Linked DNA regions of Mus musculus: all the other regions are linked to region 1. The links are chromatin contacts, called in public ChIA-PET, HiChIP or PLAC-seq and promoter capture Hi-C maps. All regions are on one chromosome and are shown on one strand. Each heading gives the region's core, a stretch centred on a gene start, on an enhancer-like site or on the middle of the called end of the contact. The rest is flanking DNA. Distances are from core to core; before and after follow the strand shown.

Region 1 (3,349 bases), core at 369-2,868:
CGGGTGTTGGTAGCGCACGCCTTTAATCCCAGCACTTAGGAGGCAGAGGCAGGCCGATTTCTGAGTTCCAGGCCAGCCTGGTCTACAGAGTGAGTTCTAGGACAGCCAGGACTACACAGAGAAACCCTGTCTCAAAACAAAAACAAAACAAAACAAACCAAAAACCCCCCAAACAGACAAACAAAACAACAAAAAGAAAATCACAAAAAAGATCTAAAGGAGAGTTCTGAAACACATGAAAAGTATACAATTCCAATTGCGAATTTCAGTGCCTACTATAAATCTCCACAGCAGTACCCACAGTCTATGTTTTGGAAGAAATACTGGGGTCTAGAGAGCCTCATGTTCCTCCCCCATCTCTCTCATAAATGCCTGCTGATTCTACTTTACTATAGGAGTTTTGATGCCTGAATCATTGGGTTGGGACAGCAAGATTCTGAGCACACAATCCTTTCCACGTTCTCATCTTTCTGTAATGGGGATAATAACTACCTTGGCCTGAAGTTGACATCAGCATCTAATAAGATCATGCACTTGACAGTATGGAAACACCCGGTAAGTCCTACGATGAAGAGAGTTCTTCAAGGAGAAAACAGAATTCCCATTCACACCCTTCCTTTAAGGCTTTCAACTTGCAGCTAGAAAATTCCCTTTAGAAGTGTTTGCTTTTACTTAAAATAATTGTTTAGCTTACTTATGGGTGAGGGGTTGTTGCATGTGCCATGGGTCCTGTGTGCAAGTCAGAGAGAGACCTGTGGGAATTGGCCCTATTTGGATTTGAATTCAGGTCCTTAAGGCACCTTTACTTGCTGAGCTGTCTTCTGGTCCAGTTCTTTTCTTTTTTTCTTTTTTCTTTTTTGGTTTTTCGAGACAGGGTGTCTCTGTGTAGCCCTGGCTGTCTTGGAACTCACTCTGTAGACCAGGCTGGCCTCGAACTCAGAAATCTGCCTGCCTCTGCTTTCCAAGTGCTGGGATTAAAGGCGTGCACCACCACTGCCCAGCTTCTGATCCAGTTCTTTTTTTTTTTTTTAATATTTTTTTATTACGTATTTTCCTCAGTTACATTTCCAATGCTATCCCAAAAGTCCCCCATACCGCCCCCCCATCCAGTTCTTATTGATTTATTTTGGGTCAGGATCTCATTATATATGCCTTGCTGGCCTGGAACTCATAAAGATACACCTGCTTCTGGAGTGCTGGGATTAAAGGCATGGGCTGCTGGCCCAAGGTTTTATCTTTAGAAGAGGACAGAGGCACACGTTCCCTCCTTCCAGCCTTTGTTCTGTGTGTATCCACATACAATTTAATTTCCCATTTTCTTTAATGTCTTAATTGGCCCTTACAACAGCTCAGACAGGAACTGGGATATGTTTGGGTTAAGCAGTTTTGCAGGCCGGGGAAACTGAGGCAAATCCCGACTGACTGCGGAGCCCTGCCTTTCCTCAGGAGGTAAGAACTTCAAGCCGCGCGCTTTATGGCGGGACACTAAAACCAGCTTCCCATTCAGGATCCCTCGGTCCCTTGCCCTCCACTCTCGTACACCCCGGAGCAGGTGGTAGGCTCTGTGTTCACCACGCAGGCGCGCGACGCCGTGTGGGGCGTGGTCGGGCGGGCCCGGAGGCGGGGCCGGCGCGCGCCGGGAGGAAGAGCTGGGATTTGGGCCGCGGCGGGAGCCCGAGTCGGCGTCACTCGAGTGCGCAGGCGCCTGGCGGTTACCGGTCTCGCCATGGAGCGGAAAGGTGAGCGGCGGAGCGGCCTCCGCCACGAGGAGCCACGGCGGTCCCCGACTGGGCGCCAGGCGCCTCTCTGGCCACTGTCGCGGCCCCCTGAAGCGGCGTCACTCTTGCCTCTCGCCCCTCGGCTGCGGCGTCCTCCGGCGCCCGCCGTCCCCGCCCCTCGCTCCGCAGCCCCCAGGCCGGGGCGGCGAGGCCTCATGGCCGGCCCGAGCCTCTTTGGGCGCGCCGGGCCTGGCAGCCGCTGTGCACCCCGAGCAGCCCGCCCCGCGCTCGGCCCGCAGCCTCAGGCCCGGTCGCCCTGCGTGCTCGCGCCGCTCCCCGCCTCCCACTTACATCGGCCCTTCATCCATCCCTCTCTCCCGCAGTGCTCGCGCTCCAGGCCCGAAAGAAAAGGACCAAGGCCAAGAAGGACAAAGCCCAAAGGAAGTGAGTCTTGTACCCCAACATCCCGCCCTTTGCGTTTCCTCGGGGACCTCCTCCCCCTACCGGGTTGTGCGCTTCGGGCGGTTCCCCCCCAACCCCTCCCCGCCACATGGTTACTGGGCCGCTGTGTGATTCGCCCTCCGGGAATCATGTGGAAGGTAGCTGGGTCTCCAGGCTCGGGTCTGCTGGAAAGACCCGGAGCCTGCCCGGCACCACTCGCCAACTCCATCGAGGAGGCCCAGGTGTGGCCCGGCAGCCGGAGCTGGCAATCATTACCTGCCTGTCTGTGAACTCTGCTCTTCCTTCCGTGCTCCGCAGCGTCTTAACTTGCCTCCTACGTCTGTCCGCACGCTACGCCATCGGGAAATTGTTGAATGAATTTTCCCTGTTTACCCTTGGCCCTGCCAACCACACGCTCGCTTGGGTAGAGGAGGACGGCCGGGAGTCTTCCTCGCGCCTGATTACTCTGCTTCCTAAGTCTGGGAGACTCTGTGGCGTTGCTGTCCACTCGGTGTGCCGGCTAAGTTATGCATTACCGGCGGGCCGTACTATCAGGTCCTCAGAGCAGTAACGTCGGAGTAATGTCCAGAGTCAAATTGCTGGTGCCGGTTGGGTGATTCCGGCTTGGTGGGCCTAGTGCTACACTTGCCCGATTTGATGTGTAATAGTGGTTTAGTGGTGTTGGGGGTGTGTGTGCACAAAAGAGGGCACAGTCTGATAGAAACGCTGGGTGGAGGCTTATTCAAGTGAGCTTAGCTGCTACCATTCCCACCAACGTCTTTGTTTTTTGAGATAGCCTTGGCTGACCTGGAACTCCCTATGTAGACCAGGTTGGCCTTGAATTTATCCTCTTGTTTTTGGCTCTGAGAATCCTGGGATTAAGGGGCATGTGCCACCACTGCAGGCTCACTGCCATTGTGAGCTTAGAAGTTAGCTTTACGAAGGATCTTGTACTAACATTTAGTTGCAGAGGTTCCTCCGGGTGGACTTAGAGAGTTCTCTGCTTAGCACTCTGTTTCAGAGGAACTGTTTTCTGTGTTTTCCCATTTATTTGGTGTTTTGTATTATCAAGCTGGGTCTGCACTGCTCTGCCACACATTAGAAGTCTTCCTAGGTCACCCTGCTGCGCGACTGTACCGGGGTGGAGTGGGTGGTGTTGCTTAGGAGACTCCCTGAAGTTTTTTGGGGGA
Region 2 (3,349 bases), core at 329-2,828, 430 kb after region 1:
GCTTGTGCTCACCCCAAGCCTCTTCCCTCCCCACCAGCCACGATGCCCACGGGCCCACCTTTGGGTGTGTGGTGTATGTAGGCCATGCTGCCGTCTTCCAGCTGCACGGGCTGACCATCTTCAAAGGAGAAAGACTCTGCAAGGAGAGCAATGCCAGTCCTCCTCTGGAGCTTGTGGCCATGGAGGGCACTTGGGGCTGCCAGACCTCCCTCCACATGGGTGTCTGGGGCGCCTCACCTTTCTGTATCGTCACCTGGTGAATGTACGCAGTGGTCCCGTCCTCCAGCTGGATCACTTGCCCTTCAAGCAGCTTCTCCCCTGGGGACGTAGAAGCAGAGAAGTGGACCAGGCTGGCAGAGGCCCACCACGTGCTTGCCCGCTGTGGCAGATGCCTATTTGAGTCTCTGCATCCTTGCCTATGGTCCAAGCATGGGAACATCCACCACGTTCCCTTCGCCACCTCTTAAGCCTCAGTCTGGAGGCCCTGAGGAGAAACATCCTGCCATGAAGTAACTTTATCTGCCACTCTGCAAGAAGCAATTTCCTTTCTTACTACCCAGGCCTGTGAAGACGGGAACTTCTGATCTAACGGTGAGCTGCCCAGACTGAGCTAAATGGAGAACAAAGAATATCCTGAAACCAGGGAGGATTCCCAAATGCCAAGAAATTCAGATACACAGCCAACTAACAGTTAAAACAGATTTCCTCATTCCCCCTGTAACAGTGTGCCAAAATCTGGGGCCTCCACTGTGACATGCTGTGGTAGGGGTGATAGCCACAATGTACTCTGGGGCCAGGACTGACCTCCCGAGTGTGTAAGCCTGCGCCCATACTCAGCTTGAGTCTCGGCTGCATGCTCCTTTGAATAGTTGTCTCTTCCTAATGCAGTGGCTGTGGACTTGAGTGAGCTCACAGAGAGCAGGCAGGAACACACTCAGCCCTCCATAGGCTGCAGCCTTCACGCTGGTGAGCCCCACAGGCAGAGTAAAAGCAATGGGAGCCAGATTGGTGGTGTTCATCTACAATCCCAGCACTTGGGAAGTGGTGGAGGAGGCACAGGAGGTCAAGGCCAGCCTCTGCTACAGTTTGAACTTGAAACTAGCCTGGGCTACAAGAGATCCTTCTTGAAAAACAGCAACAAAAAACAAACGAAAGAAATGGAAGTGAAGGGATAGAGAGGTGTGGATTCATGTGCCTGTGCGTGTACATGTGTGTGTATATGTGTGTGGCGTTTGTGTGCACATTGAGTGTGCACGTGTGTGCACGTGTGTGCACATGAGCATGTGCATAGGCCAGAGGTCAACCTTGGGTGATGTTCCTCAATAAGCCTTCCCTTGCCTTTGAGACAGCATCTCTCATTGGCTGGCCAGGAGCTCCCAGGTTCCATAGGCTGGCGGGCCAGAGAGTCCCCAGGGATCCTCCTGGCTGGGGGATTAGAAGCACGTGCCACTTCACCCAGCTTTTGATGTGGGTGCTGAAGGTTGAACTCGGGCCCTCACACTTTCATGCTCCATGAGTGAGCTATCTGCCTAGGCTGAGTGTGGCTACTGTGGGGGTGGGGTCTATGACTCACCTTACTGTCATGTGAGCATGTTTCCTTACTTGATCTATGCAACCTCAAGCCCCACTCCCACCCCACCCACCAAAGCTTTCCTTGAGACAGGATCTTGCTCTGTAGTCCATGCTGGCCTGGAGTTTGCTAACCAGACAAATGAAGACTTCAAAGTCATTGTAAGCTCCTGTTTCTGCCTTCTACATGCTGAGGTTACAGGAGTGTGCATCCTGCCAGGCTTTTTCTTCCTTTCCAGGGCTGGGACTGAACCTTTAGCCTTTGCATGTCAGGTAAGGGCTTCAGCCAGGAACGTGTATCCCTAAACCTTGATTATTTTATGCAGGGTCTTGATATGTGGCTCAGGCTGGCCTCATATTGCAATCCTCCTGCCTACGTCTCTTGTGCTTTGGGGGGACCACAGGTATAGGCCACTGTGTCCTGGACTCTTTTCTCTTCTCTTAGATGGGGGTCTCAAGTTGCCCAGGTTGGCTTTATCCTCACTATAGAGCTGAGGATAGCCCTGAATTCCTCCTGTCTTCCTGCCTTCACACCTAAGTGTGAATGAGCCACCACACCTGAGTGGGCTCTTGGGATCAGACTCAAGGGCTCCCTGCTCAGGCTGTTCTCTTGGGAGAGAATGGGAGTGAGGACAGAAAGAAAGACAGGGAGACTGACAAGTCAATGCAGGAGATGTGTTCACTCTTTCTTCAGCTCAGGAACTGAGCCCTGCAATAAGGAGAAACGTCAGCTGGCCTCTTCTGACTCAACTATCTGCTGACATTGTCCCATCAGGGGAATCCCCAAACTCACCCCTAGAGGGATTCTCCATGGGTTCTGGTGCTCTGCACAGTTGTGACTCCTCAGCTCCATAGTTATGCATAACCTTGAATGGCAAATGCCCTTTTGCTTTAGAAAGTTCTAGAAACTATAGGAGGTGGGTTTAGCTGGAAGAAGTTGGTCCTTGGAGGTCATGTGGGGTGTGTGTGTGTGTGTGTTTCCCCTTGGCCCGTTTCTGCTTCATTTCCTCCTTCCTGTCAGCCGTGAGGTGAACAGCTCTCTCCTACAGCCCAGAGGCTCCCGTCTACAGTGATGTTCTGCTCAAGTACATGGGGCCAAATGACTAGGACTGAACACCTTAAAGACATGAGCCAAAGTAAACCCTCTCTCTTTCACATCGGTCACGTAAGGTATTTATGTTGTCCCAGCAAGGCAAAGGAACTGGTGCCAGAGAAGAGGGATGTGGCTGTGACCTGGCAGTGTGGATCTTAGGTCTTGGGAACTTTCTGTGGAAGGACTTTGGAAAAGTATGGAGCAGCAAGCCAGAGAAGGCTTAAGCTGCTGTAAGCGGAACTTAATAAGCAGTTTCCTGTGTGAGTTCAAAAGACCAGGATGCCAAGTGCAAGTGGGCAGTTGAGATTAGGCTCCTGCACCTTCAGAGGGGACAGGACTCCAGTGGGGACAGACCAGAGGACCACGAATGGTACATTCTAGCAAAGAATATCATGCATGTCCTAAGATTTTGAGTAAGGCTGAGTTTAAAAGTAAAAGTAATTATTCTGATGTAAGATTTTTAAAAAAAAGATTTACAACTACATTTATTTGAGTGTGATTAAGTGCACACACATGGATACACATATTGCAACCCAGTGGGAGGTAAGAAACAGACCTGAGAAGAATGATGGGAGAAAGAGAAACAAAAGGGCTGGAGAGGCAGCTCAGTGGTTAAGAGCACTCACTGTTCTTCCAAAGGTCCTGAGTTCAATTCCCAGCACCCACATGGTACATGGTGGCTCACAA
Region 3 (3,349 bases), core at 288-2,787, 410 kb before region 1:
TTCTAAAACCAGAAAAGGCCATTACAATTCCCTACATGTGAAATGCTTGAAATGGAAAATCCAGACACTTAAAAGAAATCCCAAGGAGAGGCAGGGAATTCTGAGAAGGCCGGCACTACAGAAAAAGGAATGCAGAAGTTGAAGCATAACTTACCCTGTCTCAAAAACTAAGTGCATCAGGAAGGTGGTGTGCGCACGCACACACACACACCTTTGATCCCAGCACTCTGAAGGAGGAGGGAAATGATGAGTTGGAGACCAGATCTAAAAAAGTTGAGTAAACCAAGACAGCCAGCCTGATTTACAGCAAGAACTGTCTCAGGAACAAACAAAAATAAATATCTTGGAACCACACAAAGGTTCCACAACAAAACTATCATAGCTAGGAAGGCAAGCATGCTTGTGGCTCAACAGGCTAGAGGAATGACAGTTATGAAGTTTGCTAGTGACCCCCCGTCTTTTAGTAAAAAGTGCATAAAAGTAAATGTTGAGGTCTGCTAGGCATGTAGTGGCCTGCACCGTGCACCCTAAACTCCTGCGTAAAAGAATCTTTACTAAAAGGACATACAACATACAACCTTGAGGACATACACTCAGTAAGTCTTCAACTTCACACTTCCGAAATGAAAACCCTACTTAATAAGCCATTTAAGTGTCTTCCCTACTATACACCATAATGTTCAAACCGACTATTATCAAACTAAAAAATTTAACCCTATTTTGCCGTGACCCCACCCTGTGCCCAAGACTCAGTTGAGCGACCAAGCCATTCCGCGAAAATTAAAAAAACAAACAAAAAGACAAATGAAACTCATCCATCCCCGGTTTTCACACCTGTTAAAAGCAAATAGGTCAAAGAAAAACCCAACTCAAAGTGAACTATGATTTACATTAAGAAACGCAGCCTCATTAGAAAAGATTTTTAAAGCAAACACCAAGTCGGCATAAAAAAAAGATGAGACTGTAGGGGCTCAGTAAATACGAAAAGACCTGTCTTAAAAAATATATACAAAGTCCTCAAGACACTATACCAAGAAAACCAGGAGCAAGGAAGAAAAAGGCGCCATCAAACTAAAGGCCGCGACGTGGAGAATTCATTTAGAGATCTACCCCACACACACACACACACACACACACACACACACACACGCCGGCCACACCCCAGCCTGGAGCAATCCCTCTCCGAGCCTTCCTCCAAAGGACAAAAGATTAAGTCCGGGATTTACAGACTTGGAAGCATCTTCAACATTGCCCGGGGCCCCAGCCGCCGCCCGGGACCGAAAGTCACAAAATGGCGGCGGCGCCCCTTTGTCTCAATCTGGTGCCGCCATTGCGCCCGGCCCCACCTCGAGTCTGCGGAACTCCACCTCCCTCCCTCCACCTCCCTCCCTCCGTTCGCCGGTCCCTTACCGAGATCCTGGGTTCAAAAGGCCCAAGCTCAAATCCTAACGCTCCGACAGGCCCACCCGCTTCCCTCTGGTTCTGCTCCTACAGATTCTCGGTCTCGCGGCGTCACGAAATGGCGGACCACCACCGTCCCCTCGCCCTATTTATAGCACCCTGCTCTGCCACATGACCTGACCAGATCACCCAATCAGAGGCGGCGCAGGCTGTGACGTAAGCGCTACAAACGCTGCGAGAAACCGCGGTTACTGGGAGCGCGCGCCGGCCGTTCCGTCAGGTGGGTGGGGTACGCGCGGTGGCGCGAGCTCGTCGCCGCGTGCCGGCTTGTCCCGCAGATGCGGCGCTCGGCCCGGCCATCCCCGCGAGCCGCGCAGACGCCCCCTCTCCTCCACTTCCGCCTAGGCTGCAGCCGAATAAAGCTGTCCAGACTCTGCCGCCATTAATCCCGGGCGATGGCGGCTGCAGCCGCGGGCTCGGGTCAGAGTGAAACATGGACGCTTGCTTCCTCGTTGTGGGGCATCCATCGCAGACTAAGGAGCCTTATAGTCGCTCTCAAGGTCACCGAGCTTGGGCGACTTAACTGGTACCCCACGGTGCCCGGTCTGCGCCCCGATGCAGGGTAGAGCCTGCAAAGTTTGCTCAACTTTCGCTTTCCCGCCTCGCCCAAACCGCGCGCGCGGCAAATGCGACTTGATGAGGCTGCATGAAAAAACAAAAAAAAAAACAAGACAAACGGTCACAGGGCTCACTTTCCCAGGAGGAGAGCAAGGTTTTGCATAGGTTGCCTTTACGCTCTGAGCACGCAGCTCCGCCATGCAGATGCTAGGAGGGGCACCTGCGGCCTTTGTAAGGGCTTTGCTCTGGCTGCCAGACCTGTGGGTCTCCCTGGGCCTCTACACACAGACCCCAGGATAGCTGAATACCCTCGTTTGACAAGCCACATCGTTTGCCTCCAGCTCCCAGACGTATCCTCGGCCTGGCCCCCCTCAGGCTACTCTGATTTATTGGGGAGACTTAGTTGTTTCTGCTTCCAAGAAAGGTCAAAATATTAACCAGTTTTTCAGACACAACTCTAATGCTTTTGTTCCCCTAAGGGAGTTGTGGTGCAGGCTACAGTTGTTAAACCTGTTTTTGTTGTGACCTTCAGAAGATTCTAGCAAAACTTCATTTCCTTCTAGATCTTTTTTTTTCTTTCTGGGTTAGACATGCCTAGTATAGTAGTAATGGGGCTCATTTGAACGTCCTTTTGTCTTTTTCCTCTCCTCCCTGCCTCATAATCTCAGCTCTTGGCCCAAGGGAACAGGAGTCGAACTTTATGTTCATACATTTAGTGAGTTCTAGGCCAGAAAGAACTTCTTGAGATACTTTCTGAAAAACAACAAAAAATCTGATGTATCTAAATGACTTGTGATATTCTCTGTTCCAAAATTTTTTGGTTTGTAAAACAAACAAGTAATGACTACCAGGCTGGTGAGATGGCTCAGTGGGTAAGAGCACCCGACTGCTCTTCCGAAGGTCAGGAGTTCAAATCCCAGCAACCACGTGGTGGCTCACAACCATCCGTAACGAGATCAGACTGGAGTGTCTGAGGACAGCTACAGTGTACTTACATATAATAAATAAATAAATAAATCTTTAAAAAAAAAAAAAAAGTAATGACTACCTTTAATCCCAGCACTTGGGAGGCAGAAAGCAGGTGTCTGGTCTACATAGTTCCAGGACAGCCAGAGCTACATAGAGAGACCCTGTCTCAAAAAAAAAAAAAAGTAAATAAAAATTAAAATTTCACCAGGCGTGGTGGTGGCGCACACCTTTAGTCCCAGCACTTGGGAAAGAGACGGGCAGATTTCTGAGTTTGAGGCCAGCCTGGTCTACAAAGTGAGTTCCAGGACAGCTGGGACTATACAGAGAAGCCCTGTCTCGAAAAAAAACAAAAGAAAAAAGA
Region 4 (3,349 bases), core at 633-3,132, 390 kb after region 1:
TGCATACAACTGAGCTGTGCCTGGAAGCAGACAGCCCAAGTTCCTTTGCAAGGCCTCACTGGTGCAATCCCTCGACCTGCCCAGGCAGATACCAAGGCAATACCCCAGACCACACCTGGGCAAAGGGAAGAAACGTCAGCTGCCTCTCCCAGCCTCAGTAAATACAGATGCCCAGGAAACGGAAGGAAAAAGGGCACCGAGGAACCATGCCCAGTGACCAACACAAGAGGCACATTCCGTCAGTGAAAGACAGGAGGTAAACTCAGTCGCTGGACCAAGACCCCAAGATTAAGGGAACAGATGCCCAACAGCCCCAGGGCTAGCAGGCCCACAATCCATTGAAAAACTAAAACGGGAATGTATTCTGGGGCTGGTGAAGTGGCTCAGGACGTAAAGGTGGTTGTCATCATACCTTAATGACCCGAGTCTATTTCCAGGAACCACAATATCGAATGAGAGAGCCACCTCCCAACTCCAGTAAGCTGTGCTCTGACCTACACCCCACCCCACATCCACACCCCACAGAAATAAATAAATGTAACTTGTAAGCAAACATTCTAGAGCCAGTACAGGGAGGAAAAACCAAGTTTAAAACCAAGGGCAGGGCTGGTGAGATGGCTCAGTGGGTAAGAGGTACCCGACTGCTCTTCCAAAGGTCCGGAGTTCAAATCCCAGCAACCACATGGTGGCTCACAACCATCCGTAACGAGATCTGACACCCTCTTCTGGTGTGTCTGAAGACAGCTACAGTGTACTTACATATAATAAATAAATCTTTAAAAAAAAAAAAAAAAAAAACCAAGGGCATAGCTTCTGCTCTTAGCTGTATGGAAAAGGGCAGTGCGTGGAAGGCACCGTATCATGGTTTAAATACATTCCATAATATCCCAAATGAGTCCTGTTTCCTGAAAGGGTGAAAAGAGTTATATGAAGCCTCTGGCTACCCCTGGCACACACCCAACTCAGAGCCGTCTCCCCCAAGGGTTCCTGGAAGTCAACAGACTCATAAAGGGGAAGTATTATAAAGCTGAGATTACGAGGGCCTACCAACTGGCCATCCCTCCCAATACAACACCCAGTGAAACCTGTGACCCGAACAAATCTGGTCAAGCTGGCGCTCAACACCCCACTCCCAGCTCAACTGAAGGTGAAACGGAAGCCTATCGTGCACCTCTGGGTTCTCCTCAAGCAGAGGCATAAAAAAAAAAAAAAAAAAAACTAGAAGCGAGGCAGTCGGGTGACAGGAGGTGAAAAGGACAGGAGATGAGAGCTGAGCCTAAGTGGGGCCTCTGCCGGTAGCCAGGATAGAAGGGGCTCGGATAAACCGGACTGGCTCACAACATCCTAAAGAAGATGGGGAGGGATAGGGCAACCCGAAAACGGGTCAGAGAGGAGGAGAGCACTGACCGACAGGGCAAGGATGGAAGGCTATCGAGGGAGGCAGGAAGGATCTCCAAGGAGGGCCTGGGTAGCGGGACAGCAAGGGAGGCGCTCAGAAAGGGGGTCAGAAGGGAGGTGACATGGGGTTCTTTGGAATTGAGAGGAGATGAAGCCACGGGGCTTTAGAGGGATCAGGGTGGGTGGGAGGAGGGAGGGAGGCCGGCTCCGAGCAACCACAGGGGTCCCTGCGGTGGAGACCCCAGCGGTGGCTCCTCAGCGCGCAAGCCGAGCATAGACGAGCCGCAGAGGCGCGGAAAGCGGCTCTCGGAGCCCCTGACCCCACCATCCACCTCAGCCCGGGCCGCGCTGGCCTCTCCCGATCCGCACGGACCTGTCCCGGCCGCCTCTCGCGCCGCTGCCGCCGTCCCGCAGGCTCCGCAGAATCCCCCAGCTCCTGCCAAAACTTTTCCCATTAATCCCCAGGTCCGCCGCGGCCTGCGGCGTCACACGCTCCCAGCCCCGGCGCCGCCCCCAGCCCCGTGATGTCACCGCGCCGCTGGCTCCCTCCCCCACAACTAAGCACTCGCCCCCGCCCCCTTCCGCCATAGCAGTAGCCAATCGCCGCGCCGCCTGGAGCCACTCCTTTGACAGCCATCGCTCCGCCCACTGCACAGCTGCCCTGGCGCGTCTGCAGCGCCCTCTGCAGTCAGACGTGGGAGCAGCAGCTGAGGAAAGCGCTGGGGAGAAGTTAGGGCTGGTCAAAGCAAGCCTCACGAAACGATATTTAAAGCTTTAAAGCGCGGAAAGAAGGTGGAGGTCATCTAATACAACCTCCTCACTCTTCCTGAGAAGAAACTAGGCATAGACTTGTGTGGTTTGAAGCAAGAAGCAAAGCTAAGGGCGGTGGGGGAAGGAATAGAGGCAAACTGTAATTTTCAGAGGCGCTTGGGAGAGGCATATGGTGGGAGACTTGGGAATGAAAATACAGACGCATACGTTTTACAAAATATCTATTTTTATATGTCAGAGTGTTTTGTCTGCATGTCTGTCTCTGCACCATGTGCGTTCAGTGCCTGCAGAGTCTGGAAGAAGGCGTTGGATCCCCTGGAAGTGGAGTTACAATGGAGAACTTCCATGTAGATGCTGGGAAGCGAGCCTCTTCAAGAGTAGCAAGCGCGATCTTCACCACTGAAGCATCTCTTCAGCACCCCCAATTTTTTAACTGGTGGCTAGTTCAATGGCTCAACGGGTCATCGCTTTGTCTCCAAGCCTGAAGACTTGAGTTCAGTCCCTGGGACTGCCTCCTGAAGGTTATCTTCCAATCTCTACACACCGCATGTGCACTTTCATATACACCCACACAAGAAAAAAGAAAGATCTGGAAGGCATGATGGCACTCTAACTCCAGCACTCAGGAGGTAGAGGACCCGTTTGAGGTCATTTTTAGCAATGGAGAAAGTTTTGGGCCAGCCTGTGCTTATAGGCCTTGTGAAGCCAAATAGAAAACAAATTTTAAAAGAACTTTTCTCCCACTTGAGATTTCTGTCGCTGGATGTCAGGGACCAGACAAGACAAGAACTCTGTACCTGGGCTTGCCTGTCACCCCAACTCATCATATACCACAGAGAGTATGTAGCCAGAAGGCAATCTGTCACTGGCTGGTTTCATCATCCTAGAATGAACAAAACTTGGCTGGCAGGAAAGTCAGCAGGCACCTCCCTCCTCCACACCGCCATTAAAGGTCACCTCTGCCCGGTCTGGCACTCCTTACAGTGCATCCTTAGCTCGCTGGATTGGAGAACCCCACACCACTTTTTTTCTGCTTTGTTTTCGAGTGTGTGTGTCTGTGTGTGTGTGTGTGCGCGTGCGCACGTGCGCGTGTGCACTTGGAGGACAGAGAAGGGTACTGTGTGTCTTCCAAGGATAGGTTTCCACGGTTTTCCTTTGAGGCCTGGTCTCCTGATGCATG
Region 5 (3,349 bases), core at 427-2,926, 390 kb before region 1:
GCTGGCCTCAAACTCAGAAATCTGCCTGTCTCTGCCTCCCAAGTGCTGGGATTACAGGTGTTTACCACCACTGCCCGACTCTCTGTATGTTCTTAACTGCTGAGCCCTCTACCCAGCCCCTATAGTCTTAGGGGGCTATTTGTATGCACACAGTGAAAGCACCAGGCCAACGCACACCAGTGCCTGAGAAGCACCAGGCCATTGCACATCAAGCCCCATTCTGGATCTGTGTTGGAAAAAGTACTCAGAGTCAGCTGATGAGCGTTGCCCTGTGGGGAAGAGGAAAGGGGGAAGTAGCAGCAGGCACCACTACCCCTGCTTGGGAATTTATTTTCAAATGAGAGACATGATGTAACCCACATCAGGACTTGAGAGGCTAAGGCAGGAGGATTTCGAGAGTTCAAGGTTTACCCTCAGCAACACGTTGTTTGTGTTACCCTGAGACCCTGAGCTACATAAGACTGTCTCAAAAAAATTTTAAGAGGCAAAAAAAAAAAAAAAAAAAAGTAAAAAAAGTATTAGCAAGATAATGAATTCAATAATTACAATGCAATTAAAAACAAAATCAGCCGGGCGGTGGTGGCGCACGCCTTTAATCCCAGCACTCGGGAGGCAGAGGCAGGCGGATTTCTGAGTTCGAGGCCAGCCTGGTCTACAAAGTGAGCTCCAGGACAGCCAGGGCTATACAGAGAAACCCTGTCTCGAAAAACCAAAAAAAAAAAAAAAAACCAAAAAAAAAAAACCAAACCAAAATCAAAGCGGGGGTGGTGGTGGTGGTGGTGGTGGTGGTGGCGGTGGCACACACCTGCTGTAATCCCAGCACTTGGGAGGCAGAGGCAGGTGGATTTCTGAGTTCGAGGCCAGCCTGGTCTACAAAGTGAGTTCCAGGACGGCCAGGGCTACACAGAGAAACCCTGCCTCGAAAAACAAAAAACAAAACAAAAAAACATAAAAGAAAAGGGAAAATCAGAACACTTACTAGGGGCGGCTTGGGAAGTGACTAACAGGAGGGAGCTCTCTTCTCGCTTGCTCCCAGAGGACTCCTTTCTAGGGAGCCATTCATCGTTTTTTCAGGACTTTAAAACTTTCTAATCGAGGGCACTGGGCTCAGTTCTCTGGAAATCAATGAGAGGCTTTAAGTTGTGCACAATGGAGAGGTGTTAGGTGTGAGAGATCACCTGATCCCAAACAAAGGCACGTTAATCCTTTACAATAACGAAAAATAGGAAGGGCCACGGGTTCCAACAGACTTATGGCCACAATGATCTGAAGTCAAGGAGGATGGGGTAAAACTCAGATTAAATTTCAGAGAACTAAAGACATCATCCAGCGAGTGCACGCCAAATGCTAAATCCCCGTCACGGTAGTTGATTGCATTGGTTTAGTTGATAGAGAGCCAATGTTAATTTCCGGGTGCAGAGCCCGGTGCCTTATGTAAGACCTTGAGGGAAGCTGGGTGGGTGTTGGCTTTTACGGAACTTCCAGGTTTTCGTTTTGTAACTTCTGGCGAGTCTATAATTATTTCAAAAGAAAAAGTAACATAACAAAGGCCAGCTAGTCCAGCCCATCACAAAGCCACCAGGGAGCCCGCCCCGCTCTGCACTCGTAGGGCCTCCTCGGCTAGGCGCAGTCGGGTGAGGGGTGAAATGTGGGCGGGGCGCCGCCGCGCACGCGCAGTCCCGCTGCCCGGCGAGCGCCGCTGGCGGGGGGCGCATGCGCAGTCTCAGCCGCGGCGGCCCCTCTCCACAGTCTGAGGGGGTACCGGGGGAGCCTTGGCCCCTCCGCGCCGCCGTCTTTTCCGGCAGTTGGGGTTCTTCCTTTTGTCCTGTCCTGTCGCGGATCGGCAGCTGCGCTCATTCGGAGTCCCCGGCGTGTCGCGGTCGCTCTGGAGCCGCCCGCACGTCGCGTCTGCGCCGTCTCTGTAGCCGTCGGCCCCGCGCCTCCCTCCCCCCTGGGTCTGGTGAGTGTCTCCCGGCCGTCGCCTCAGGCTTGCCGCCTCGTCCGGCCGTCCCACAGCTCCTGTGCACTCCAGGGCTCCTGTCAGCGTTCTCTCTGTGGTCCCCAGAGCCCCCTTGTCCGTCCCTCTCTTTCTACGCCTCTGTCCTCAACCGGGACAGGCAGCCGCTCCCTCCTTTCCTAGTCGCCAGCTTTGTGTGTCTGCTGCCACCGGCTCGTCCCCTCTGACCTCGGTCAGTACCACTCTGCACCTTAGGATGAGAGAACCAGAGGGTGTCTGCACTTCGAGAGCTCCCCCCACCCCGGGGTAGGTGTGGGACCTTGGAGGCTGTCCCCCTAGTCCGCGATCAGGGGGTACCGGGCTTCCCCTCACCTTAAGATCCCCGCCCGTGGACTGCAGACTGTTAAAATTCGAGAAAAGGGACCGAGCTGGAGGACAGGGAAAAGTGGCAGAAGAGTCGGAGGAAAAGTGTGTCAGAAAGCGCATAACGGCTGCTGCCAGCGGCGCCCTGCAAAGGACCCAGAGACATAGGGGAATCTTGCTCTTTTTCAAGATGAATAGGAAGGTCAGCGGCGTGAAGTAGCTTCACTGCTTCCTCTTCCTTCAGCTCACCTTGGCTGTGAAGTAGCCAGTACATACGGTTTCCCTAAACAAAAAAAACAAAACAAAACAAAACAAAAAAAAACAAACCACATCGCTGCAAGAATAGCTCCCTGCCCCACCCCACCCAAACATCAGATAGCAGCTTCCTCCTAACCCGATGGCTCTGTCCTCAGACTCTGGACAGCACACCAGTGTACACACACACCCACTTCAACATCAGGCATGTTCTCCACTCCCGGGAGTGGACTTCACAAATGGAGCATTTTGTCTGAGATGGGGTCTGAATGTGTACCTATGCCTGGCCTGGAATTTGCTTTGTAGACTAAGGTGGCCTAGAACTCACGGAGATCCTCCTGTCTCTGCCTCCTAAAGGAATATGCCTCCACAGACCAGCCCACTTGTGACTTGTGACTTTACTTTTCTTTCTTCCTTCCTTTCTTCCTTCCTTCCTTCCTTCCTTCCTTTCTTCCTTTTTTTTTTTTTAAAGATTTCTTTATTTATTTTATGTATATGAGTACACTGTAGCAGTACAGATGGTTGTGAGCCTTCATGTGGTTGCTGGGAATTGAATTTAGGACCTCTGCTCGCTCTGGTTGGCCCTTTTTTTTTCCTTAATGTATTTTTTTTTTTTTTCTTTTTTTCCGGAGCTGAGAACCGAACCCAGGGCCTTGGGCTTGCTAGGCAAGCACTTTACCACTGAGCTAAATCCCCAACCCCTCCTTAATGTATTTTTGTGACAGGGTTTCTTTGTGTAGTGCTGGCTGTCCTGGAACTTGCTGTGTAGACCAG
Region 6 (3,349 bases), core at 472-2,971, 310 kb after region 1:
CAAGCAGGGGTCGCTGAGGATGGAGGGGTCAGGGACCCCTGACATGCACGGGCCCTGTTCTTAGATCCCTGCATCAGAAAGGGCTTCACAGAGCAAGTGAGCCAGGAAGCAGAAAGAAAGAACCCCATAACAACCCTTAATCCCACCCTTTACTGCTCCTAAGGGGCCGGCTGCTGCAAACAGCTGGCATATCCTCTCTCAACCCTGGCCTCCAGAGCTTCCCAGGGTCCCATGACTTTAGCTCTCTAGGATTCTACTGAGGTAGCCAGTGTGACCTGAACCAAGTGACCATGTCTTCAAGCCTCCCCCTGTGTCAGGGCCATTATCACACCAAGGTGCCTGTCATGTGAGGATAATAGAGAAATATATATTGGAAATATAGGAAATATATATAATATAGAGAAATATATATAGAAAATATAGGAGATATATATGTGTATATATACATATACATACATACATACATATATACATATATACATACACACACACACACACACACACACACATATATATATATATATATATATATATATATATATATATATATATCCTTTATTGTGATAGGGTTTCTCTGTGTAGCCCTCGCTATCCTGGAACTCGCTCTGTATACCATGCTGGCCTCAAACTCACAAGAGATCTGTCAGTCTCTAGTTTTCTTGGCCTGTGCAGTCTTGGTTTCCAACTTGAAGCAATCCTCCTGTCTCAGCTTCCTGACCGCTGAAACCAGACCCTACACTGTATGACCTGTATTTTTGTTTTTCGAGACAGGGTTTCTCTGTATAGCCCTGGCTGTCCTGGAACTCAGAAATCCGCCTCCCTCTGCCTCCCGAGCGCTGCGATTAAAGGCATGTGCCCCCACGCCCGGCATGACCTGTATTTTTAACACAGGTGTCCACTTGACAAGAACATCTGTATTAGAGATACATTATTTGTGTTTTGGCAGAGTCTATGTTGTCCTGGGTGGTCTTGAACTTAAAGATCCTCATGCCTCTGCCTACTGGGTAGTGCTATTACCAGCGTGCACCACCACACCCCGCCTTTTATTCTTCTTAGGACAGAGTCTCACTCTGTTGCCCTGGAACTCAAGAGACATATGCTCGCCTCTGCCTCCAAATGCTGGAGTTAAAGCCATGCACCAGCAGCTCAGCAACTGGAGATGGAAGCAAAGCAAACAAACTCAGTCTGCACTTAGAATTCTGCCTGACAAAATGCGTGTCTCAGCCCAGTGCTGGCACGCGCACTTGTAATCCTGTCACCGAGGACATGGCTGCCGGAGTTCCAGGCTAACTTAGGCTAGATGGAACCCTGCCTCAACTACACAAATAAGCAGGGGGGAGGCGGCGGGGGCCACGGGCGGGGACTCACAGCTCTAGGCGGCCGTCGGGGCCCCGCACCTCGGGCTCTAAGTGGCCCAGCGCCTCCAGGAAGCCATCCCAAGGGAAGTGCTCCGCGCGGCGGCCGAGGGCGCGCAGAACCCCTAGCCCGCGCCGCGCACCCTCAGGCCCTGCCTGTAGCGCCTGAAGCAGGAGGCGGGCAGGGGCCTCCAGGCTCGCCCAGGGCGCCGCTCCGGCCGAGGCTACGGAGTCCGACCCCGGCGTCGCCAGCGCAGAGCGGACGCGGGGCGGCGGCTAGGACACGCGGGATCGGAGCGCCACTCCAGCCGCGCAAAGCTCCCGAAGCCAAGGAAAGCCGGAGCACCCTGTAGAGCCTGAAGGGGCGGGATCTAGCGATCGGGGCGGGGCCGGAAGGGACGTGATCATCGGGAGGGGGCGGGACCATCAACTAACCAGACCTGTAAGAGAGCGTCCAGGAGAGGGGCGGAGCGGGGACGGAGCGAGGGCATCAGGAAGCAACTTAACTCCCTGCATAGTACGAGAAGCCCGCGAAGGGGCGGGGCCGGTTCCTGCGTCTGGAGCCAATCTGATCCGCGCTTGATGGAGCGGCTGTACTATACTGCTGCCTAATCTTAGTCCTTCTCCACGTCTTTTTAAAATGTTTCTTTTCAAAAATTATTTTATGCCGGGCGTGGTGGCGCACGCCTTTAATCCCAGCACTCGGGAGGCAGAGGCAGGCGGATTTCTGAGTTCGAGGCCAGCCTGGTCTACAGAGTGAGTTCCAGGACAGCCAGGGCTATACAGAGAAACCCTGTCTCGAGAAAAAAAAAAAAAGCAAAAATTATTTTATGCGTATGGGTGATTTGCTTGTATATATGTAAATGCACTATGTCTAGTGCCCGCGGAGGCCAGAAGAGGGCGTGGGATGTCCTGGGACTGGAGTTAGCGGCTGTAAATTTACATGTGGGGTCCTCTGCAAGAGCAGCTAATACTCTTAACCGCTGAGCCATCATCCCTCCAACTCTGTTTCCATTTTGCCTTTTCTGTGTGTGTGTGTGTGTGTGTGTGTGTGTGTGCCTGTGTGTATATATATGTATGTGGGCCAAATGTGTGCAGGAGACCTGGAAGGTCAGAAGAGAAAATCAAAATCTTTGAAACTTGAGTTATAGGCAGTTAAGACTGCACGCGCATGCTGAGAAACCCCAGTCTTTACGAATACAATTAGCACTCTTAACCACTAAGCCATCTCTCTAGTTCCTATCCTTTTACATTTCTATTTTTACTCATGTGTATGGGGCGTATGTGTATGTGTAGCTGGGAAATATCTCTATGTGTATATAGTATGTATGTGTTCTGAACCTTAGTCCTCTGTGAGACAGCAATATGGCCTCTTAACTGATAAGACATCTCCCCAGCCACAAATTATCAAATATTTTGACCGTGACAGTTACTTTCAGGAAGAAAAAAAAAAAAAAGGAGATAAATTGAGATGCCTTATAATAGGATGACCAGGCAAAATGAACCCAATAAGGTCCAGGTCAGGGAGTCTGTAGGGAGGTTGCTACAGGAAGAGAAGAAACAGGGCAACGGCCCTGGAGCTGCAGGGTGGCTGAAGAGGAGATCAGAGAGGCTACCAGGCTTGAGGTCACACAGAGGACATTGGCTTTCTACTCTATCATGGGAACCCATGGCAGCATTTTTGAGCTGATTTTGATCTAAGCCAAACTATTTATTTCAAAAGAATTAGTTGGAAAAGGTGAGGTCTTTACTGCTTCACAAAGTGGGAGAAAAGGCAAAAAGACAAAAAAAAAAAAAAGAAAAAAAAGAAAGAAAGAAAAAAAGAAAGGAAGGAAGAAAGAAAGAAAAAGAAAATGCCTTCTTCTAGTAACCTCCTTTCTCGGTGTTCCACAGAGGAACTGTGGCAGATGTGGGCCCTAAGAAGTACAGCTGGGACCTCCCCCAAGCCTCAACCAGGACCTCACTGCCTAAGGCTTCGCATTTGAGTCATCTGG
Region 7 (3,349 bases), core at 396-2,895, 270 kb before region 1:
GGAAGCCAGAAGAGGGTGCTGTATCTCATGGCGCTGGATGGTTGTAAGCTGCCTGCTGGGAACAGGGCTTGTTTTACCACTGAGTGCTCGCTCCAAACCTTGGACATTGTCTCTTATCTGTAAGAACGACTATCCAGGCTGTAGAATATTTGTTATGAGTTCCCGATGCTGGCATCCAAGTCTGGTTTTTATACTGTGTTGTTTGAACCAATAAAGACACTGACTCAAAGTGTGAACCGGATCTTTTCAGGGAAGCTAGGTCATCTTGCTCCACCCAGTGGAGACAAAATGGCTGCCCCCGTGTTCCATCTAGAAGAGACCAGATGGCCGCCACCAGCCCCCATCCAGGACAGTCCGAGCTAGTGGGGCCAGCCTCCCTGTCCCTGTCCTGGGTTCTCTCTGGCTCAACTTTAGAGTGACACCATGCTGACACAGTAATAAAAGGGGTGCTAGGTTGGGTGGTCATGAGCTCAGGGCTTCCCATCCGATCCCAGGCGGGTAATGTCAGAAATGAGATATTGCTGTCCTAACCTGACTCCTGAGGCAGAGAGAGGCTGGGTCAGCCATCGTTCTTTTTGATTACTTGATGAAGCTGGTGTGACTTAGCACAGGTGTGGAGAAAGGGTTTGAGGCCGCTCTCTGCTATGTGTCTGAATGGGAAAAGGACGGCATGGTTGAGGGGACGTTTACTGTAGATATGAATGACAGAGAAGCCAGAGGCATCTGGGAGAGTCCAGACTGCACATGGCTAGCAGACTGACGCAGACCATGAGATGGCGGTGGGAATCCATAGAGGAAGGAGGGGCTGTGGACCAAAAGAGAGGCCACATAGCCAAAATGGCTGGTTATATATACAGGAATGGGAGAATCTGGGGTAAGGGGAAGAAAGCTCTGGCGTTGGAGAGAATGCGGGTAGGGGGGCGGGGCATGCCAGGCAGGACGAGTCTGTAACAGGCACTTGTGAGTATGGACTGAGCCAGAGTCTGCCTTGGTGTGTTAAATAGGCACCTCAGCCATTTGTCCCGGGTTTCTCTGAGACCTCACAATATCCAGTTTGAATTCAGCCTGGGTTGTAAGGGTTCAGCATGTGGGAAGCTACATACGCCATTACAAGATGGCGCTGGCTACCGCTGGCCACCGCCCATAAGTTCGGGTAAACAACCAATGTGCGCATGTGCATAAGGGTTTTGCGCCACGTCACAGCCCATCCTGGGGAATGTAAATGAGACACTGAAACACAACCAATCAAGTATAGGCCACTCCTAGGCCTATACAAGCAGCGCCAGTTCTGGGCTGGGGACTTTTGCCTTCTCTATCAAGCTCTCCCAATAAACGTGTGCAGAATAATCCTGTTGTGGCGTCTTCCTTGCTGGTGAGTCGGGCGTCCACAAGTGGTGCGGAAACCCGGGAACGAAACATCTTCAGGCATGAGCAAAGACCCCCTGTTACAGGGAGGATTCAGAACTGCATCACGGGGAAGGAGTAACGTACGTCTTTGAGAGGTGTGCTTCCCTTTGGAGTAGATCCTTTAACAGTTGCTTGTCTCATTCTAGTCATCTTTATAGTAGTCCTGATTCTGTGCTATTGCCTTAATTGCCATCGTCCAGGGCATGAGTGTGTTTGCTGGGAAGGGAAACTGAAACCAGGCATTTCTGCTTTGAAAACTAATTAGGGCTTGTATACAGGATAAGAAGTGTGAAAAAGAGGGACAAAGACTGTTACAGGAACATCAGGAAAGTATGTCAGAAACAGAGAAAGATGTGAGAGCAGGAGTGCGCAGAAAACAAAAACTAGAAAAGGAAAAGAAGAGTCAAAAGGATAAAGAAAAAAAGGAGACCAAAAAGGGGGGTGGAACGGAGATCAAGCCCATCATTAACTGATCTAGAACAGCTTGAACTTTCGAGCTCAGAAGATTCTGAACTAGCTACAGAGGAGGAGGAGGAGCTAGAAGAGGTTGCTGCAGCTTATGAGTCGGAACGGTATGGCCCGATAGAGTCAGCTCCCAGTGTCCCTCCACCTTCTCCACCTTATTCTAAGAAAACAGGAAGTGATACTGGAAGCAGCCACTCCTTTGGTACTCCAGCAGTACGAAGGAAGTTGAGACAGATGTTTCCGGTGTTTGAGGACCAAAATCAGGGTAGATATTATGAACCCTTGGGGCACAAACAAGTAAAAGATTTAGCAGAGTCGGTGAGGACCTATGGAGTCAATGCATCTTTCACCCAATCTCAGGTAGAAAGGCTCGCTCACACTGCTATGACACCCAATGATTGGATGAGTGTTGTTAAAGCATGCTTAACTATGGGACAATATCTAGATTGGAAATCTATCTGGCATAATGTTAGCGCTAATCAGGCCTGTGCCAATGCAGCAACAGGGCAACTGGCATGGAGTTTCGAAATGCTTACAGGACAAGGACAATGGGCAAATAATCAAGTAGGTTATCCAGTGCAGGTCTATGAAAAATTAATAATACAGCTATAAAGGCATGGAAAGGTCTGCCTAATAGGGGGGAAGTATCAGGAAATTTGACAAAAGTAATTCAAGAAATGAATGAGCCATTTTCAGATTTTGTAGCCCGTATGATGGAGGCAGCCAGAAGAATATTTGGTGATTCTGAAGCAGCTATGCCATTGATAGAACAACTAGTTTATGAGCAATGCACAAAGGAGTGTAGGAATACAATAACACCTTGGAAGGGAAAGGGCCTGCAGATGTGGGTGAAGGCATGCAGAGAGATAGGAGGGCCATTGTCTAATTCAGGTCTAGCCGGAGCTGTATTATCGGCTCAGAGATCAAAAGGAATAACTTGCTACAGTTGTGGACAGACAGGACATATACAAAGACAATGCCCTAGGGATAGAAGGAGTAAACCTGAAAAGAAGGTGCCAGGCATCTGCCCAAAGTGTGGTAAAGGAAAGCATTGGGCTAATGAGTGTAGATCGGTCAAGGACATAAAAGGGAGACTGATACTTCAAAATAATATGCAACAGTCAAAAAACGAGACAGGGGGCCCGCGTCCCCAGGGCCCACAAATGTATGGGGCGTTCCAGACCACAGTGTCTATGAGGCCACCCAAAGACCGAGGAGAACCACTCCGGGTTCAGCAGGATTGGACATCTGTGTCACCTCCAGAGTAATTCTTACACCCCAAATGAGATGCTGGAAGGAAAGGAAAAAAGAAAAGGGTGTGGGAAGCCGTTGCAGAGTGGCAGTTACAGAGTGGCAGTTGCAGAGTGGCAGTTGGCTACTGCTGGCCACCACACATACATAGGCAGTAAAGGTTCTTTTGCCAAGATGAGAGAGAAGTTAACCAATAAGATGTAGGCATGCAAATGAGGTGATTAGC

The links. ChIA-PET counts read pairs in DNA pulled down with a chosen protein or histone mark. HiChIP or PLAC-seq counts read pairs in DNA pulled down with a chosen protein or histone mark. Capture Hi-C pulls out chosen DNA fragments and counts their contacts.
Region 2: a contact with region 1 is called in an HNF4G HiChIP or PLAC-seq map of pancreatic cancer cells. The contact joins the enhancer-like site here to the promoter of Srpk1 in region 1. A contact is called at or near these places in 1 of 39 promoter capture datasets (liver), 1 of 484 Hi-C or Micro-C datasets (CD4 T cells) and 2 of 115 datasets of contacts at active chromatin or transcription factors (effector CD8 T cells and pancreatic cancer cells).
Region 3: a contact with region 1 is called in an RNA polymerase II ChIA-PET map of memory CD8 T cells, with 92 read pairs. The contact joins the promoter of Srsf3 here to the promoter of Srpk1 in region 1. A contact is called at or near these places in 1 of 15 datasets of contacts at CTCF or cohesin (the NIH/3T3 cell line), 1 of 484 Hi-C or Micro-C datasets (regulatory T cells), 2 of 115 datasets of contacts at active chromatin or transcription factors (effector CD8 T cells and memory CD8 T cells) and 1 of 9 other capture datasets (adipose tissue).
Region 4: a contact with region 1 is called in a FOXA1 HiChIP or PLAC-seq map of pancreatic cancer cells. The contact joins the promoter of Ppard here to the promoter of Srpk1 in region 1. A contact is called at or near these places in 1 of 39 promoter capture datasets (neural stem cells), 1 of 484 Hi-C or Micro-C datasets (CD8 T cells) and 2 of 115 datasets of contacts at active chromatin or transcription factors (effector CD8 T cells and pancreatic cancer cells).
Region 5: an RNA polymerase II ChIA-PET map of memory CD8 T cells shows a contact between it and region 1, with 74 read pairs. The contact joins the promoter of Stk38 here to the promoter of Srpk1 in region 1. A contact is called at or near these places in 1 of 39 promoter capture datasets (the 3T3-L1 cell line), 3 of 484 Hi-C or Micro-C datasets (CD4 T cells, cortical glia and embryonic stem cells), 2 of 115 datasets of contacts at active chromatin or transcription factors (effector CD8 T cells and memory CD8 T cells) and 1 of 9 other capture datasets (pancreatic islet).
Region 6: a contact with region 1 is called in a promoter capture Hi-C map of adipose tissue. The contact joins the promoter of Fance here to the promoter of Srpk1 in region 1. A contact is called at or near these places in 1 of 39 promoter capture datasets (liver), 2 of 115 datasets of contacts at active chromatin or transcription factors (effector CD8 T cells and pancreatic cancer cells) and 3 of 9 other capture datasets (adipose tissue, liver and pancreatic islet).
Region 7: an H3K27ac HiChIP or PLAC-seq map of embryonic stem cells shows a contact between it and region 1, with 13 read pairs. The contact joins the enhancer-like site here to the promoter of Srpk1 in region 1. A contact is called at or near these places in 2 of 39 promoter capture datasets (3T3-L1-derived adipocytes and maxillary cranial neural crest), 1 of 484 Hi-C or Micro-C datasets (bone marrow-derived macrophages), 3 of 115 datasets of contacts at active chromatin or transcription factors (bone marrow-derived macrophages, embryonic stem cells and memory CD8 T cells) and 3 of 9 other capture datasets (embryonic stem cells, liver and pancreatic islet).

Annotation. Positions count from the first base shown.
Region 1 is chr17:28,620,790-28,624,138 of GRCm38.p6, reverse strand. Srpk1 (serine/arginine-rich protein specific kinase 1) reads left to right here and starts at 1,618. Exons shown (of 16, transcript NM_016795.4): 1 at 1,618-1,739; 2 at 2,102-2,162. The coding sequence starts at 1,727.
Region 2 is chr17:28,191,935-28,195,283 of GRCm38.p6, reverse strand. It overlaps Zfp523 (zinc finger protein 523), which reads right to left. Exons shown (of 14, transcript NM_001357995.1): 3 at 238-318; 4 at 59-136. Among named protein-coding and RNA genes, the nearest start is that of Def6, 14 kb to the left of the region's middle. Within about 2 kb of position 1,578, at least 42 of the 459 cell types and tissues checked have an H3K27ac peak or open chromatin away from gene starts, as enhancers often do. A contact at or near this core is called in pancreatic cancer cells, where this site is marked.
Region 3 is chr17:29,030,848-29,034,196 of GRCm38.p6, reverse strand. Srsf3 (serine and arginine-rich splicing factor 3) reads right to left here and starts at 1,537. Exons shown (of 6, transcript NM_013663.5): 1 at 1,411-1,537. It overlaps Gm16196 (a long non-coding RNA gene), which reads left to right and starts at 1,574. Exons shown (of 3, transcript XR_876716.2): 1 at 1,574-1,681.
Region 4 is chr17:28,231,287-28,234,635 of GRCm38.p6, reverse strand. It overlaps Ppard (peroxisome proliferator activator receptor delta), which reads right to left and starts at 1,882. Exons shown (of 8, transcript NM_011145.3): 1 at 1,772-1,882.
Region 5 is chr17:29,006,322-29,009,670 of GRCm38.p6, reverse strand. It overlaps Stk38 (serine/threonine kinase 38), which reads left to right and starts at 1,676. Exons shown (of 14, transcript NM_134115.3): 1 at 1,676-1,960.
Region 6 is chr17:28,311,902-28,315,250 of GRCm38.p6, reverse strand. It overlaps Fance (Fanconi anemia, complementation group E), which reads right to left and starts at 1,721. Exons shown (of 10, transcript NM_001163819.1): 1 at 1,369-1,721. The coding sequence starts at 1,607.
Region 7 is chr17:28,893,272-28,896,620 of GRCm38.p6, reverse strand. It overlaps Bnip5 (BCL2 interacting protein 5), which reads left to right. Exons shown (of 12, transcript NM_172450.3): 12 at 1-226. Among named protein-coding and RNA genes, the nearest start is that of 1700030A11Rik, 10 kb to the left of the region's middle. Within about 2 kb of position 1,645, at least 86 of the 459 cell types and tissues checked have an H3K27ac peak or open chromatin away from gene starts, as enhancers often do. A contact at or near this core is called in bone marrow-derived macrophages and embryonic stem cells, where this site is marked.